Regions from separate parts of the Capra hircus genome. Here region 2 is linked to region 1. The links are chromatin contacts, called in public Hi-C maps. All regions are on one chromosome and are shown on one strand. The core of a region is the stretch at or near the end of the contact, and the rest is flanking DNA. Distances in the headings are between cores, read along the strand shown. Region 1 holds the start of HES1 (transcription factor HES-1). Region 2 has its middle 150 kb from the start of OPA1.

The links. Hi-C and Micro-C count contacts between places; a contact is called where the count stands out from the background.
Region 2: a contact with region 1 is called in a Hi-C map of blood, with 9 times the contacts expected there. The contact joins the enhancer-like site here to the promoter of HES1 in region 1. A contact is called at or near these places in 2 of 5 Hi-C or Micro-C datasets (both in blood).

Annotation. Positions count from the first base shown.
Region 1 is chr1:73,098,881-73,106,241 of ARS1.2, reverse strand. It overlaps HES1 (transcription factor HES-1), which reads left to right and starts at 5,491. Exons shown (of 4, transcript XM_018046555.1): 1 at 5,491-5,855; 2 at 5,996-6,091; 3 at 6,321-6,408; 4 at 7,077-7,361. The coding sequence starts at 5,748.
Region 2 is chr1:73,435,428-73,442,623 of ARS1.2, reverse strand. No RefSeq gene overlaps it. Among named protein-coding and RNA genes, the nearest start is that of OPA1, 150 kb to the left of the region's middle. Within about 2 kb of position 5,788, at least 4 of the 5 cell types and tissues checked have an H3K27ac peak or open chromatin away from gene starts, as enhancers often do.

The DNA of each region.
Region 1 (7,361 bases), core at 4,242-6,741:
CAATTCAGGGCCTTCACAGGCTCCCTGGGGGGTTCATCCCTGAACCTTAAGGTCAGAAATCCCTGTGGTGAGCTCTGCTGCCGTGCGCGCATACGGACTCTTATCTGGAAGTACCATAATAATGATTCTAGTAAAGGATCGCAAAACCACCAGTCAGGCAGATGCCAGAAGACAGAGGCGGCCAGGGAGTCATTACATTATGCAGGTGATGCCTGGCTTCCCTCCCCTTCCCAGTGCCCCCACCTAGCACGCTCATGGGCAAACACGCGAGCACACCAAGCCAGGAATGTGCTGTTTCTGGGCACTTGGACTGCAGGGAGCTGGCTGCAGCCCTACAGAGACAAACATCTCTTCTATCCTGGGCTTTATTTTTCTCACGGTCTCTGAAAGGGCTGCGATCAGGTGATAGGTATGAGACTGCTCCCTGTACAGGTGCGGAGCAAGTATGGAGGGGAGGGGAAAATCCACCTAGTGTGTACTTACTCAAAGCTCTTTCAATAGCCTTCCCAGGATAGCCCTTGGCAGGGCAGCTACCACGTCCCTGGCAGGCTGCAGGGAATCTGAGTGTGAGAAAGTCAGTCAAGCGGAGGAAAAGAGAGGGGGAAAAAAAGCTTCAAGTCCTTAGGCAAAATACCTTTTTTCTTCTTCTCTCACTCTTTCTCCTTTCTTTAGCTTTAAACAAAACCCACAGACCATTATGATACCCAGGGACAAAGGGGAGTCTCACTAGAGATGTGGTTATTTGTCTTATGGTTTAAAGCAAACAGGTGATGCAATAAGATGGAGAAAAATCACCCTTCATGGGGCAGAAAGGGAGGAGACAAACACAGCAGCCCCTGATTGTGATGCCCCTGGGCATGATACAGTGGGCAAGATTCCTGTGTCTTGCTTGTCTCAAAGGGGGATCAAAAAAGTGACAACCTCTGATGAACAAGTTTCAGCTTTCTCTGTGCTTTGGAGACACGGAAGAGGGAAAAATGAAGACTTTTTTTAAGAAGAGCTTTCCAAATCAAAAAGGTTCTTCTTGAGTGTAGGAACTTGATTTCCCATTTGAAGTGTAGAGAGTCTCCCGTTGGTGCTATTTTCACTGGCCAGCATAAAGATGCTGAAAAAGTCTCTGAGCCCATGTGCAAGGGGACTTTCTTCTTAAATGACTGGGATGAGGGCTAGGATGTCATAGGTTTGTTTGTTTATCTGGCCTAGAAACAAATTCATGGCAAAATTTTGACCAACTACCCGAAAATATGTGTGTGTGTTTAAACTATTTGCTCATTCTACCAGTGTAAGCACTCCTAAAGTGGCAATAAACGAGTTGTTGATTAACTATTTGACCAGTGAGGCTTTTTTAGGCACTGCAGTGAGACCATAACTTGACTATGTTCAACATTCTCCACGTACCTTCAGGGTGCCAAATCCCAAGGAGAAGACAGAAATGGGAGAGAAAAAAGGGTTTTTAGGCTGGAAGGGACAGTGGGTGGTATACCCGGTTAGTTAATTAGGGCCCAAGAGCAGACAGCATTCAATGTCATAGAAGAGTTTAATAGAGGAAGTCACTGGCTCTCATAGATCTGGAGGGAAGCCAGAAAGGGTTAATAAGCTTCCCAAGGAAGATTTTCTTTCCTTGGAAGAATCTGGGTCAGAGTATTTATGCAGTTTTTAAAAAGTCAGATGCTGAGCAGAAGCATTTTAAGAAGCTTGAAAAGTCTGCATAGCAGAAAGCCAGGTAACTTCACAGGCTCATCACCTTTCACCAAGAAGATGTCAAACACACAGGGGAACTCCACTTTTTCAAAAGCAACAGACAGTTTTCTGTCATCACCACTTTTCCATCTGCTTAAAATAAGAAAGAAAAGCCCTACCCCACTGGCCCAGGTTGCAGGTCAACAAAAGAGGCATTGTTCATCATTTCTTCAGAATGTGATGGGACACAGCCCACTCTGCAGTGTGTTAAGAACACACACACACAAACACAAATCCCATAGAGGAACCCAAGGGGCGAGAGTAAGTAAACTCAGCCTGCAATGAGGTACAGATTTGGCTGCAGACTTGAGGGCTATTCTGGAAGATGAAAATGAGGCTTGGAAGGTAAATAAGGTCCCAGTCACAATGACTTCTTGGTTAGATTCCAGGTTGTGGGGGAACAATGCAGCAAAGGGTAGCAAGTTTCTGCAAAACTTGGATCACTGGACAACGTGCAGTCAACGCCCAGGTGAGCTAGTTCTAGGCAGGTGCTTCCAGGTGTCAGTCTACACTTGTTACCTAGGAACTTACCTCCTTTACTGCCTTGAACCTCCTAACTGGGCCCTCTGCCTTCAAACTTTGCAAACCACTCTCCATTCTTTTGCCAGAACCATCTTCCTAAAGGAGAACTTTGATGTCCCTTTTCTGCTCAAGAGCATTTCACAGCTCTCCATTGTATAAAGGTAAGTCTTTAGCAAGATGTTTAACAGACTCAAGCCTCCTCCTCCAGTGGCTTCTTACACTCTTGCCTGTCACACAGCCTGGGCTCCAGATCGTGTTCCTTGAGTAAAGACCTCAAGTTTCAAAGCCTAGGCTGTTGATGCCATAGGTACTGTCATCCTTTCCAGCCCCATGACTCAACACATCTCCAGTGCCCCAATCCTACCTATTTTTCAATATACAAAGCACAGGCCACCTCCTCCAGGAAGTTTTTCAGGATACCCCAATTTATGAGTCAATCAATTATCCTAAACCTTCACAGCATTTTCCTTTATCTAGACCCATAACTGTCTCTCTTGAGCCTAGGATCTACCAAAGGAGTATATGGGAAAATAGGCAGATGTCAGCTGCACGTAAAAGTACAGTATCTCTCTGCCCTAGGCTTCCTGTGGACAAGAACTATTAATATTATATTCATCCCTGTCCCTCTCCCCCATATAGACGAGCAATAGTGTTGCCCATACAGAAGTGGTTCAGCGTTTCTTTGAGGTTCTCCTGTTCTCTTGGGCCATCACCCAAGCTCTAAGAGAAAAGAATAGTAATAGAGGAATGCTTCTGTCATCAATCAGAAAATCATTCTGCCTGCCTCCAGAGTTGACCATCAGTTCCTTGCAGGCTGCCACTGTATCTCTCAGGGTTTAACACTGTATCCCAGGCTTTAACACTGTGTCTGGCACAGAGCATGCGTCCTGTAATGAAAGGAAGAGAGGGGCTTGCCCAAGGTCACCCAGAGCCAGGAACCGCTGAATCTCATCCGGGACCAGATCTGGTGAAATCATTTACAACATTATCTCAGCGGGGAGCTCAGAGGAAGGAAGGAATGAAGTGACTGAGAAATGTGTGCCAGGCCTCCGGCGGCCTCTAAGCCTGGAGGACTGGGAGGGGGTGGGGTGGGGGCCGACATCAAACAAGACGCGCTCGGCTCCTGGGCTGCCCCGAGCCGCCCGAGCAGCTCCCCGAGCTCCTGGGCGGCGGGAAGGGCGGAAGGGGTGGGGGCGCGGGGGCTGGCGACCCGGGCAGGCGGGCGAGCGGGAGGGAGGCGGCGGGGGCGACGGCGGCCGGCCGGGACAGTGCGCGTCGCCCGCCCTGCGCGGCAAATCCCCCAGGGAGGCCGCCGCCAGAGCCCTGGCGCTCCCGGCCCGGCGCCCGCCACGTGGCACCCGGCGGCGGCGGCGGCGGCGGCTCCTCCCGGCGCGCGGCCCGGCCAGCCGGCAGCACGCAGCCGCCCGCGCCGCCCGCGCCGCCCGCCTCTTCCCGGCCGCCCGCCGGCGGCCTCCCGGGTGCAGCGAGGGGGAGCTGCCCGGCCTCCCTGGACTCGGAGAGAAGGCGGGCGGCGCGAAGCCGCTTTAACCGCAGCCGCCGAGCGGAGGCAGGAGGCTGACCCGGCCGCTTCCTAAGTGCGGTCAGGCATCTCGTGACCACGGCGGGCGCCCGGGGCCCCGCGGGGGGAGGGAGGGCCAGGGCAGGGAGCAAACAAGAAGGTCCCCACCCCTCCCCCGGGCTGTTGCAAGTGAGGCTTTCGGCGGAGTTAAAACCTCAAGCCCGAAATCAGGGGTGGAGGGGGGGTTGGAATAATTCCCCACTCTCCACCCCAGGGCGTGCGCTCCCCGCCCGGAAGGGCTGACCTTGGCCCGGGGGTAGTTGGGGTGGGGGCGGTTGGTCAGCGCCTGGGCTAGGCTCCCAGCCCGCCGCCCCCTCGGATTCCAGGCCCGGCGGGGGCCGGAGGAGGGGGGGGGGCCGGGGACACACACACACACCCCACACGCAGCGCGCGCCAATGAGCCCAGGCCAGGCGCAGGGGGCGGGGTTTTCCCAGGCTCGAGCACAGCAGCTGCTATTTACCTTCTTGGCTTCTCCCGGGGACCAGGAACCAGCCCCCGCGCTCCGCCGCCCGCCGCCGCCCCCCGCCTCCCTGCCCCCGGGGCGCGCGCACACACTCACACACGCACGCACACACACACATCCTCCCGGCCCGGCCGCAGTCGCGGCGGCAATAAAACATCCTGGCACGTGCTCCGGCTCCAGGCGCGCCCTCGCCGGCCGGCTGATGTCAAACTGCAGCTCGGCTGGTGTAGCTCTTAAAGGGCCCGCGCGCGCCGGGTGCCGAGGCTGCCCTGGCCGCCCGCGGGGCGGGAAGGAGGGAGAGGCTGCCGCTCGGCAGGCCGCCTCGGCGCGCTGCAGAACCGAGAGGGGGCGGGTGGAAAGGGAAAAGGTGGCAAGGACGTGCGTGCGTCCTTGAGGCATTGCCATCAAAGTCCCCCTTGTTAACCTTTCATTTGAAATTCCATTTCCTTTCTGCTCAGTTGGAAATTATTCTGATTGTTTCCTGGGGAAGCGCGGGGTCCGAGGCCCCCAACTCCAGAGGAAAAATGAGGGACGGACCGGGGGAGGGGTGCGGGGATCGAAAACCACCTTGCTCTGAAAAATCTGCAAATAAAAGATGGAGGCACATTTTCCTTTTCTGCATGCAAAAGGAAAATTTTTTGCCCTTTTTTGCACGGTCAACTTTCACCCCCCTCCTCCCCCGAACGTGCGGAGTCTGAGAGGGAAATCACTTAGATCTTTTCGTAACTCACACCCTTACACACATTCCCCCGTTCTAACCACTGCATTTATAACCTTTAATCCCTGTCCTTCTAAACCTTTAAAAATATATATTTCAAATGAATTTATTACTGGCAAAGCAGCTCTATTACATATGAAAGGAAATAAAGAGCAAAGGCCGAAGCCCCAAGAGAAATAAACTAGACTAGAGCAAACCCAATGCGGAAAAATCCTTTCTAAAGCAAAGGCCAGCAGGGAGAGTAGCAAAGGGTTAAAATCCTTTTGATTGACGTTGTAGCCTCTGGTGCCCCGGGCTCAGGCGCGCGCCATTGGCCGCCAGGCCTTGTGCCTGGCGGCCAATGGGGGGGCGCGGTCCACGAGCGGTGCCGCGTGTCTCCTCCTCCCATTGGCTGAAAGTTACTGTGGGAAAGAAAGTTTGGGAAGTTTCACACGAGCCGTTCGCGTGCAGTCCCAGATATATATAGAGGCCGCCAGGGCCTGGGGATCACACAGGATCCGGAGCTGGTGCTGATAACAGCGGAATCCCCCGTCTACCTCTCTCCTTGGTCCTGGAATTGCGCTACCGATCACCAAGTAGCCATAAGATATTATAATAAACCCTCAGCACTTGCTCAGTAGTTTTGAGAAAGTATAAAGTAAAAGGGACATAAGCAAGACAATTTTTTTGTGTGTGAAGAACTCCAAAAATAAAATTCTCTAGGGATTAAAAAAAGAAAAAGAAAATGCCAGCTGATATAATGGAGAAAAACTCCTCGTCCCCGGTGGCTGCTACCCCAGCCAGTGTCAACACGACACCGGATAAACCAAAGACAGCATCTGAGCACAGAAAGGTAAGGGCAGTACCTGTATTTCCCTGCACCCCCAGGAAATTAAGTCGGGGTTGGGGGCTCTTTTCTCCCTTAAAATCGCGGGGAGAAATGGCAGGTCCCATGGGAACTCAAGCGCTCTTTTTTAAAAATTTTCTTTACAGTCATCAAAACCTATCATGGAGAAAAGACGAAGAGCAAGAATAAATGAAAGTCTGAGCCAGCTAAAAACACTGATTTTGGATGCTCTTAAAAAAGATGTAAGTGGGTAATTCTTTTTTTCTCTCTCTCCCAGGTATTAAGAATGAAATCCCCTTGCCTGCGGGGTCTTCCCTGCCTGCACTGCATTCTCAGAGGCGGGAGAGCTGGGCCCCTCTAGCCGAGGTCTAGGGCTGTCGCCGCCGTGGCCAGGGGGAGGGACGGACCCCCACCATTCCGAAACCTCTGGCGAGGCTCTCACTTTCCTCCTTTGCCTCCTCTTCTGTGCAGAGTTCGCGGCATTCCAAGCTGGAGAAGGCGGACATTCTGGAAATGACAGTGAAACACCTCCGGAACCTGCAGCGGGCACAGATGACGGGTGAGAGCGGCTCGCCGCGTCCCCCTCTGCGGGCGTCTCTCTCGCCCCGCGGTGATTTCTTCCAGACTTCCGCCCGTGGTTGTGAGAGGCATTCAGCTACATTTTACTGCCTTGGCTCACTCTTGCGTTCCCACGGTCTGGGGCTTATTTATAGCCACAACTCCAAGTTGTTACTGTTCCGGAAAGGGAGGGAGAGAGGTTGTAGTGGCGAGGGCGGCGGGCGGCGGGCGGCTTGGCAGTGGGGGAAGCGGATGGGGGAGTGAAAGGATTTAGAACCGTGGTGGTTTTTAAGCTGCGTGGAGCTTGGGGGTCATCTAGTTTAGCACGCCCTCCTCGCCCGCTACATAAGGGGAAATAAGGCTCGGATGGTGCAGAAGAGGGGGAAGGGCACTATCCAAGGTCACATCGCGCGGGGGTGGGGAGGAGGCAAATTTGAGGCTTCAGATCGGGTTAAATGAAGCGACAGGGAATGGAGAGGGAGTGTATCGGGGTCGGTCGCCAAGCTAGTGTGGCGAGGTGGAGGGTTTTTCTAAACCCAGCCGGCTACCCAGAGGCAGTTCCGCGGGCGGGTGGTCAGGGAGGCGCGCCGCGAGGACCTCCCAGGGCGGAGGCGGTGGCTTCGGGGCCAGGGCCGTTCGGTGACCCATCCGTCTCCTTCTGGCCCGCAGCCGCGCTAAGCACAGACCCGAGCGTGCTGGGGAAGTACCGCGCCGGCTTCAGCGAGTGCATGAACGAGGTGACCCGCTTCCTGTCCACGTGTGAGGGCGTTAACACCGAGGTGCGCACCCGACTCCTCGGCCACCTGGCCAACTGCATGACCCAGATCAACGCCATGACCTACCCAGGGCAGCCGCACCCCGCCTTGCAGGCGCCGCCGCCGCCCCCGCCAGGACCTGGCGGCCCGCAGCACGCGCCGTTCGCGCCGCCGCCGCCGCTCGTGCCGATCCCCGGGG
Region 2 (7,196 bases), core at 4,539-7,038, 340 kb before region 1:
TACTATTTGGAACTTGGATAAGTTTCCCCAGATGGGGCATTGGAGGAGAAAGAGGAAAAGGGGAGGGGGCAGCATCTCCTAGGGGCGGGGCGGGGCGGGGCGGGGGGGGGGGGCGGGCGGATCTGGTCCATCTCTGGCAGCCAGACGGTCCTTCCTGCAAGACCCCACCCAAAGGGGTGTCTGAAGCCAGGGCGGGTCACACCCTGGAAGGAAAATGCTTTCACTAGTGTGAAAACCAAGAGAACAAAAGGATTCACAGACCAAAAATGAAGCCAACGAGAGCTTCGAAATCATGGGCATTCTTCCCACTCCCAGTCTCTGACTCACCCCTGAACCCCAGTTTCAACCTCACCTACTGCTTGAAGCTGTCACTGAACCATGCGCCTGGGGTCAGAATTAATCACCAGCCGCCTCCCTGGGCCTCCGACACTCCAGCCTTGCGGCATGGATCATCCCTCTCCCAGGGTGAGAGCTCCTTGCATAAGTATGTATCGCCCCCGTTTGACTGTGGTTACCTTGGGCCAGGGGCCAGACCCCACTTACCCCAGAATCCCCATGAGCCCAGAACAGCACTGGCTCACAAGTCCTGGAGAGTCAGAGAAGAGTGAAGAAAATTGTCCCTAAAGCCTGGAGAAAATCCTACCAGCTGGAATGATGAAGAAGGAAAGAATCCCTCTTAGGTGGGGTCACAGGACTCCTGATGTAGATGTAGGTGAAACACACACACACACACACACACACACACACACACACACACACACACCCCTCCTCCTGGAGCAGTGGAGGAGGAGGGAATGCAAAAAATGTGGTGGTGCCAGCCACAGAGAAGTCTGGAAATGCCTTCTTAATTGAACCTTTCTGGGAGCAGGCTGGCTGGAGGAGGGTAAGGAGCAGAGAGGAGCTGGCAAGGAAGGGCCCAGGGGGCTCTGATCCCCCTCCTTTTGGAAGCATGAGTATGTGCTTTCATGTCCGACTCTTTGCACCCCTATGCAACTGCAGCCCACCAGCTCCTCAGTCCATGGACTTTTTCCAGGCAAGAATACTGGAGTGTGTTGCCATTTCCTCCTCCAGGGGATCTTCCCGACCCAGGGCTCAAACTTAAGTCTCTTATATCTCCTGTATTGGCACACAGGTTCTTTATCACTAGCGCCGCTTGGGAAGTCCTGTGGGAGCATAGAGGCCGTAAAGGCAGAGCCTCTGGTTTCTTCCTAGGAAGTACCACATGGCAAGCCGCCTGTCGTGAGAGATTTGGTCTCTCATGGAACAGTTTTATCTATAGGAAAGTCTTTGATATTAGGAGCCCAAGTCCATTTTCTTGCAGCTTTGGCCCACTGGAGCCCCAGGACAGATCTACTTGCCTGGATGGGTGATTCATGTGGTAGAGACAAGGTGTAGGGGCCTCTGCAGAGTTCTTACTGAGTGCTAGACATCCTGCATACGTTATGTCATGATCAGGAAAACCCCAAGAGTACTGCTGTTATAGGTGTTATTGTCTTTCTATTGTGGATGGGGAAGACAGCTCCGAGAGGCGTGTAGCTTGCCCAGGACACACATCTGTGTCAGCTTTCATCTTGCCTGGCTTCCAGTTTCCCTTCACACAGCTGGAGACAGGGCCCTGGCTCCACACACCCTCTTGTTCCCAGTTACCAGGCTGCATGCTGATGTCTTCAACCTTCCCTCCTGGCACATGCATCCCAGTCCATCCAGGCCGGCTTCTGGGATGTCCTCTGCTGGGTCTGCATTCCTCACAGCCGGGTCCCCAGACAAGGACATAAGCATTCTTGTTTTTGGCTTGAAAAGCTTTACATGCCAGCCAACAACTGAGGAGTTTCTGCTTTTGCTTGAAGAAATAACATGAGCCTTGAACACTGGCCTTGGCTCCCAGGAGGGTACTGGGTAGCAAGAGGTGCCCAGACTGAGGTCCAGGGACATCACAACCATCAGCCAGGCTGGCTGAGACAGTGCCTTTTCCCTCCCTCCAGGCCTTTGAGCCACTGACCCTGCCACTTGGAATACAAGTAGCATTAGGTTTTTAATTCAATGTAGTTTATCCTTTTGTAAATAATACATTCTCATGGTTTAAAATTCAAAAGGTACAATAGGTAGGAAGTGGAAATTCTTGCTCCTACCCTGTATTCCCACCATCTGTTACCTCTCCTCTAGTGACTAATGTTACCAGCTATACCCATTACACTTATAATACAAGTAAATATGTGTGTATATGCATATTCATTTCCCTTTTTTTTAATTTAAAAAAAGCAAGTGTGGCTCAGACAATAAAGAGTCTGCCTGCAATGTAGGTAACCTGGGTTTGATCCCTGGGTTGGGAAGCTCCCCTGGAGAAGGAAATGGCAATATACCCACTCCAGTATTCTTGCTGTCCATACGAAATCCCATGGACAGAGGAGCCTGGCGGGCTAGAGTCCATGGCGTCACAAAGAGTCGGACACGACTGAGTGAATAACACTTACACTTTCAGGATACTATATCCCCTCTTCCACACCTTTCCTTTTTCCTGAACATTTGTATTTTCCAGTTTCAGGACTGGGGCTTAAATCTACCCTCTTCTGCTCCATGACACCAGGAGTCAGTCCTGGGACCCTTGTCTTGTGCACCTAAAATGCAGCACAGATGAAAGCGTCAGTCAACACTTATTAAACAAATTAGTGTCATGTAGCTGTTAAGAGGTTTCTACTGCAGATGCACTCTTGTTTACACTTTCCATGTACATTTTCCAGGAAGTCAAGAGACTCTGCACTGATCTTTGGGGGATGTGACCCCTACTTTATAAGGAAAATCATCTAGGGATTGAAATGATTTACTCAAACCAAGTTGCTGCTCCATTTCAGCTACTCCGACTTAGGGCTTTGGAGGTCTTACAGTTGAGCTCCAGAGAAGGGAGAGACTTGGCCGAGTTTTCTCAATAATAACTTCAATATATAGAGACAGGCAAGCTTGGAGTCAGGCTGTCAGTATGACACAGTCATGGGACTCTACTTTCTGCTTCCACCTTGAGCTGAAGACAGAGCATGCACCTTACCATTTCTTTTAACCTGTCTTCTAGCTTCCCTGACTGCAGAGCAGTGACAATTTGACCCGCTGTTAGGATTTTAAGTGCTCCAAGGTATTAAGTCACTAGCATGAAACAGCACAAAAATATATATATATTTTAAAAAACCAGCTAGCAAAGTGCTAACAATGACACTCTGTCTTTGCTTAAGTCTATTCTAAGAAATGGAAAAGCTGGCCTCTGGGGGGCTGTCTGCCGAGCCTGGGAGTCTAGGAACCTTTCCATGATATATGTGCAATAACTTCGTTAGACTGGAGAGAAGATCTAAAACAGACATAGGTTTAGAGCATTCATGATAAATGGTTCTTCACAAATTGAAGCTGATTATTTCTCTCCCTTGCCTTCCCAGAGAGGTGGTCCTGGCTCTTAAACAAGGTTCATTCCTGGAAATGCCATCTTAAAGGCAAACCCCACTTTAATTGTACGATTAAAGTCCTCTCTCTTCACAAGAGAACTGAATGGAAGAAGGTGACAGGAAGACAGAAGAGGTATTCTTAGGCCATGCCTAACAAAGATGGCCACAACTGAAGCCTGCTTCAGATGATGCCCCACGAAGAGGATGCAGTTTATTGTCACAAGCAGGCAGCGTAGTTACTGAGTTACATGGATGGCTGCTGAAATAAAAAAGGAATAATGATTGAGGCCATAGTGAAGAGTTGGAGCCCCCCACCCAGGAGATTTAGAAAGTGGGTCCCTAAAGAAGCTTGCTCCCAAATTTTCAACTTCCTTCACATCTTGGTCCCGTGTAAGCAACGACCTTTCCATCACTGGAAAGTGGCCTTGCAGAGGTCCAAGGTGGAGAGAAAGGCCTGTAGGTCTCCTGATGTGGAGGAAGTCACATCCACCGCATGAAGCAGAGCCTGGAGACCAGCCACAGGCTAAGCCTCCTCTCCAAGCCTTCAGCACCTCTTCCAAGCATCTGAGACCAGAAAACTAGACAGTAGCTAGTTAAGCAGTTAGCTGCAGAGCCAAATCTGTATACCATTTTAAATACCAAATTTAAACATGTAAGGGTTTGAGTTTTGAGCTGATGTGTGGCTTTGGCTCCCAGACACACAAATCTAGGGAGAAAGCAGTGAACTCTCTTCCTGGAATAGAGGGCATATCCAAATATGGGCTGGGGATCTCCCCATCTCCTTCCCTGGGTGGAGTGGAAGATCAAGACAAAGCCACTAGCGCCTGCAAGGAAGCAACGGGTACCGAGGGAGGTGCATCTGAAGCTGGGCTTAGGTCCTCCTTGAGCTGGCAAAGTTCTCCCTAGGGAAAATACCAGAGATGCCTGGCTCAGAGGAAGTTGCCTGGCATCATCTTCCGGAGATAGTGATTGGGCAGATACCATCTCTCTCCACCAGCTTGGCAGGAGCCTGGTCTTGTGTGGAGAGGTGGGGCGTTCTCTGGGATCCGGTGAGCACTTGCAGAGCACCTGTCCTCTCTGCAGGCAGAGGAAATCAGTGTAGGAAGGAGACAACTGTGCGGCCAATCCTGGCTTCTCCCAGCGCAGATAGGCCGTACGTCCAATCTCCTCCCTGGGCAAACAGAGCCCAGTTTTATGCGAGTTGGCCATGGGACTGCTTTCCCAGCCATCCCTACTGGAGTGGCCCAGGAGATGCCAGAGTGTGAGTCATTAAATGGGTCTTCAAGGGGACTGACCAAGTAAGGAGGAACCCCAGAAACCCTTGGGCCCCTCTTCTTCTCTGGATGCAGAGGTGAGGGCTAGAACTTAAGTGGTCATCTTGGTCCATAAGGCCCATGAGGGAGTCATGCTGTGGGAATGGCTAAGGAAAAAGCTGGAAGGAGCTCTGGTTCCCCATGAGTTTGTGGACTGCAGCTATCTGCGGATGCCTTTTTGACAAGGAAATAAGCCCCCAATTTCACAAAGTCAGATCCGTGATTGTGGGTCTGTTACTAGCCGTACAAAGTCCCTACCAGGTACAGGTTGACTCAGAAAGTAGTGAGCAGTAGTAGCTGGAGATGCGCAAGCGTCTGCTGTGGGGTTAGAGAGTGAGGGGGAGGGCGGAGGGTGGGTGAGTAGGAGCTGAGTGCGAACCGAAAGCCTTCCGTGTTTTGTCCTCGATGACCCCGGCCACTGTGCCTATACTGTAGGAGCCCCATGGGGTGTTCAACCCCAGACTGTTGTGGCTATTAGTTCAACGGCTTTACTCTGAGCCTTAAAGCAACACGCCACAAAGAGAGAAATTCCGCACAACTTAGGGGCCAGTTTGAACCGCCTGCTTCTAAAACCCTAGGCTTTGCAGTAGAAGCCTGGGAGGCTGGAGTGCAGGTGGCTCCCTGGAAAACCACCGTTTCAGCGCCACTGCCCATTGGGCCTATAGGGGGCGCTAAGGAACTGCGGGATTCCTGTCTCCTCTCTGGCTGAGTCTCCAGCCACCCTTATCCTAGGCCAAGTAAAGAGGAAAAATGGGGCTGGAGCTGGGGCTGGGGCTGGGGCTAGGTTACAATGGACGGGGACGAAATCCTCACCCTTTACGCCATTCTTCTTAAAGATCTAAAAATGCCAAGCATCTGGTTTTACAGTTCAGAAAAAAATTCCCACCCCCACCAAGCGCTGCGATGAGAGCTCAACACTTCTGTTCCTGAATCTGGGGTTGGGGAGGGGCCTTGGAGACCAGCCAGTAGTCCTCACCATGCGTTTAGCAAATGAGGAAACTGCCGCAGGAGAAGGGAAGCGATGGGTCCAAAGCCACACAGGGCAGGGCGTTAGAGGCAGTGCAGGGATGTGAATCCGGGCCTTCCAATTTCCAGTCTGGAGTTCTTTCCACCACACCCACCACTGTGGCCGCATTTGTTTTCTTTTCTGGCCCTTGGGGGACTTTGGCAGGGCTGGGGGTCTGATGTGAACTGGAATCTGTTTAATTTCACCTCTCATTGCTTCTGCCAGCTCGCCAGCGCTGGCTGACGGAGGCAATTAGAACCAGACATCCCAGAAGGGCATTCCTGGGAGATCTCTTAAAATTCCACAGCAGCTGGGGACTTGCCTTTTCCTGCAGGGACCATCTGGTGTGTAAATACCCAGTTGTGTAAGTCACGGGGTGAAGGGGGATTCACACACACACAGGCTATCTCTTGATACTCACAGACAGAAACACAGAGAAATATTCAGTAGCAACCTCTTTCCTTCCTACCTCCCAAAGAGAGAGGTTAGTAGTTTACAGGCCACCCTGGGAACATCTGATTACTTATTTCGGAGGGGTGAGCACTGTTTGCTCTGGGCGTGGGTGACAGAGGGGTGGGGGGACATTCCTGTTTTTCTTCCACACACACCACCCCCCCCCTCCGCCCCCCACAGATGGCTGCTTACACCTGGGCTCTGGGAGATGGCCAAGGGGTATTTGTGGCCAGCTCAGCGAATATGCAGCCATGCAGGAGCCTGGCTCAGAGGTGTTACCTCAGCTTCTCTGTGGGCAGCTGAGCCTCCGAAAGACAAGACTGCAGAGCCAAGAACCGCAGTGAGGGGCCCCTGACTTGGACTTCGCTGCCTGTGACATCCAGGGACGGCGACATCCGAAACTGAAGAAGGTGGGCCCTCGGCTGAGAGTTGACGGTGGACCTCTCTGTTTCTCAGGGGCTCCCATTCCACACTCATTATCAGGAAATCCTGCATGGGCCAACAGTGTGCTTACTACTGGGAACCTGGCGAAAGTTCGAGTAAACCCAGAGGGCCTTTTGTTAAAAGTCAGTGGAAAGTGGCCAAAGTCATTGGGGGCAAGCGGGAAACCTGTACACCTCCCTTAATCTGAGGGTCACATAGGAGCACCTGTCTAACTGTGATTTACAGGAGGACAGAAAGACAGGAACCAAAAGGGCATCCTCCTGACATATCTACATACCCAATTAGTCTCAGAGCTTAGACTAAAACTTCCGTTCCCAGACTGATAAAGAGAAACAATCTCCCAAAGCTAGTGTTTGGAGACAGACCCTCCCCCATCTTGTGCGGTTGGCCTGGGTGCCGCCACCCCTAGGTGGCCACTCCCAGCTCCTCCCTTTGCAGGTGGATATTTGCTTGAATATCCTGGAAGAATAAGTGTAAAACAGTAAAAAATTAAATCTGCTCATGATTACTATGATTTGTATTAGATATGCCTTATAACTCTGACTACCTTTTAAA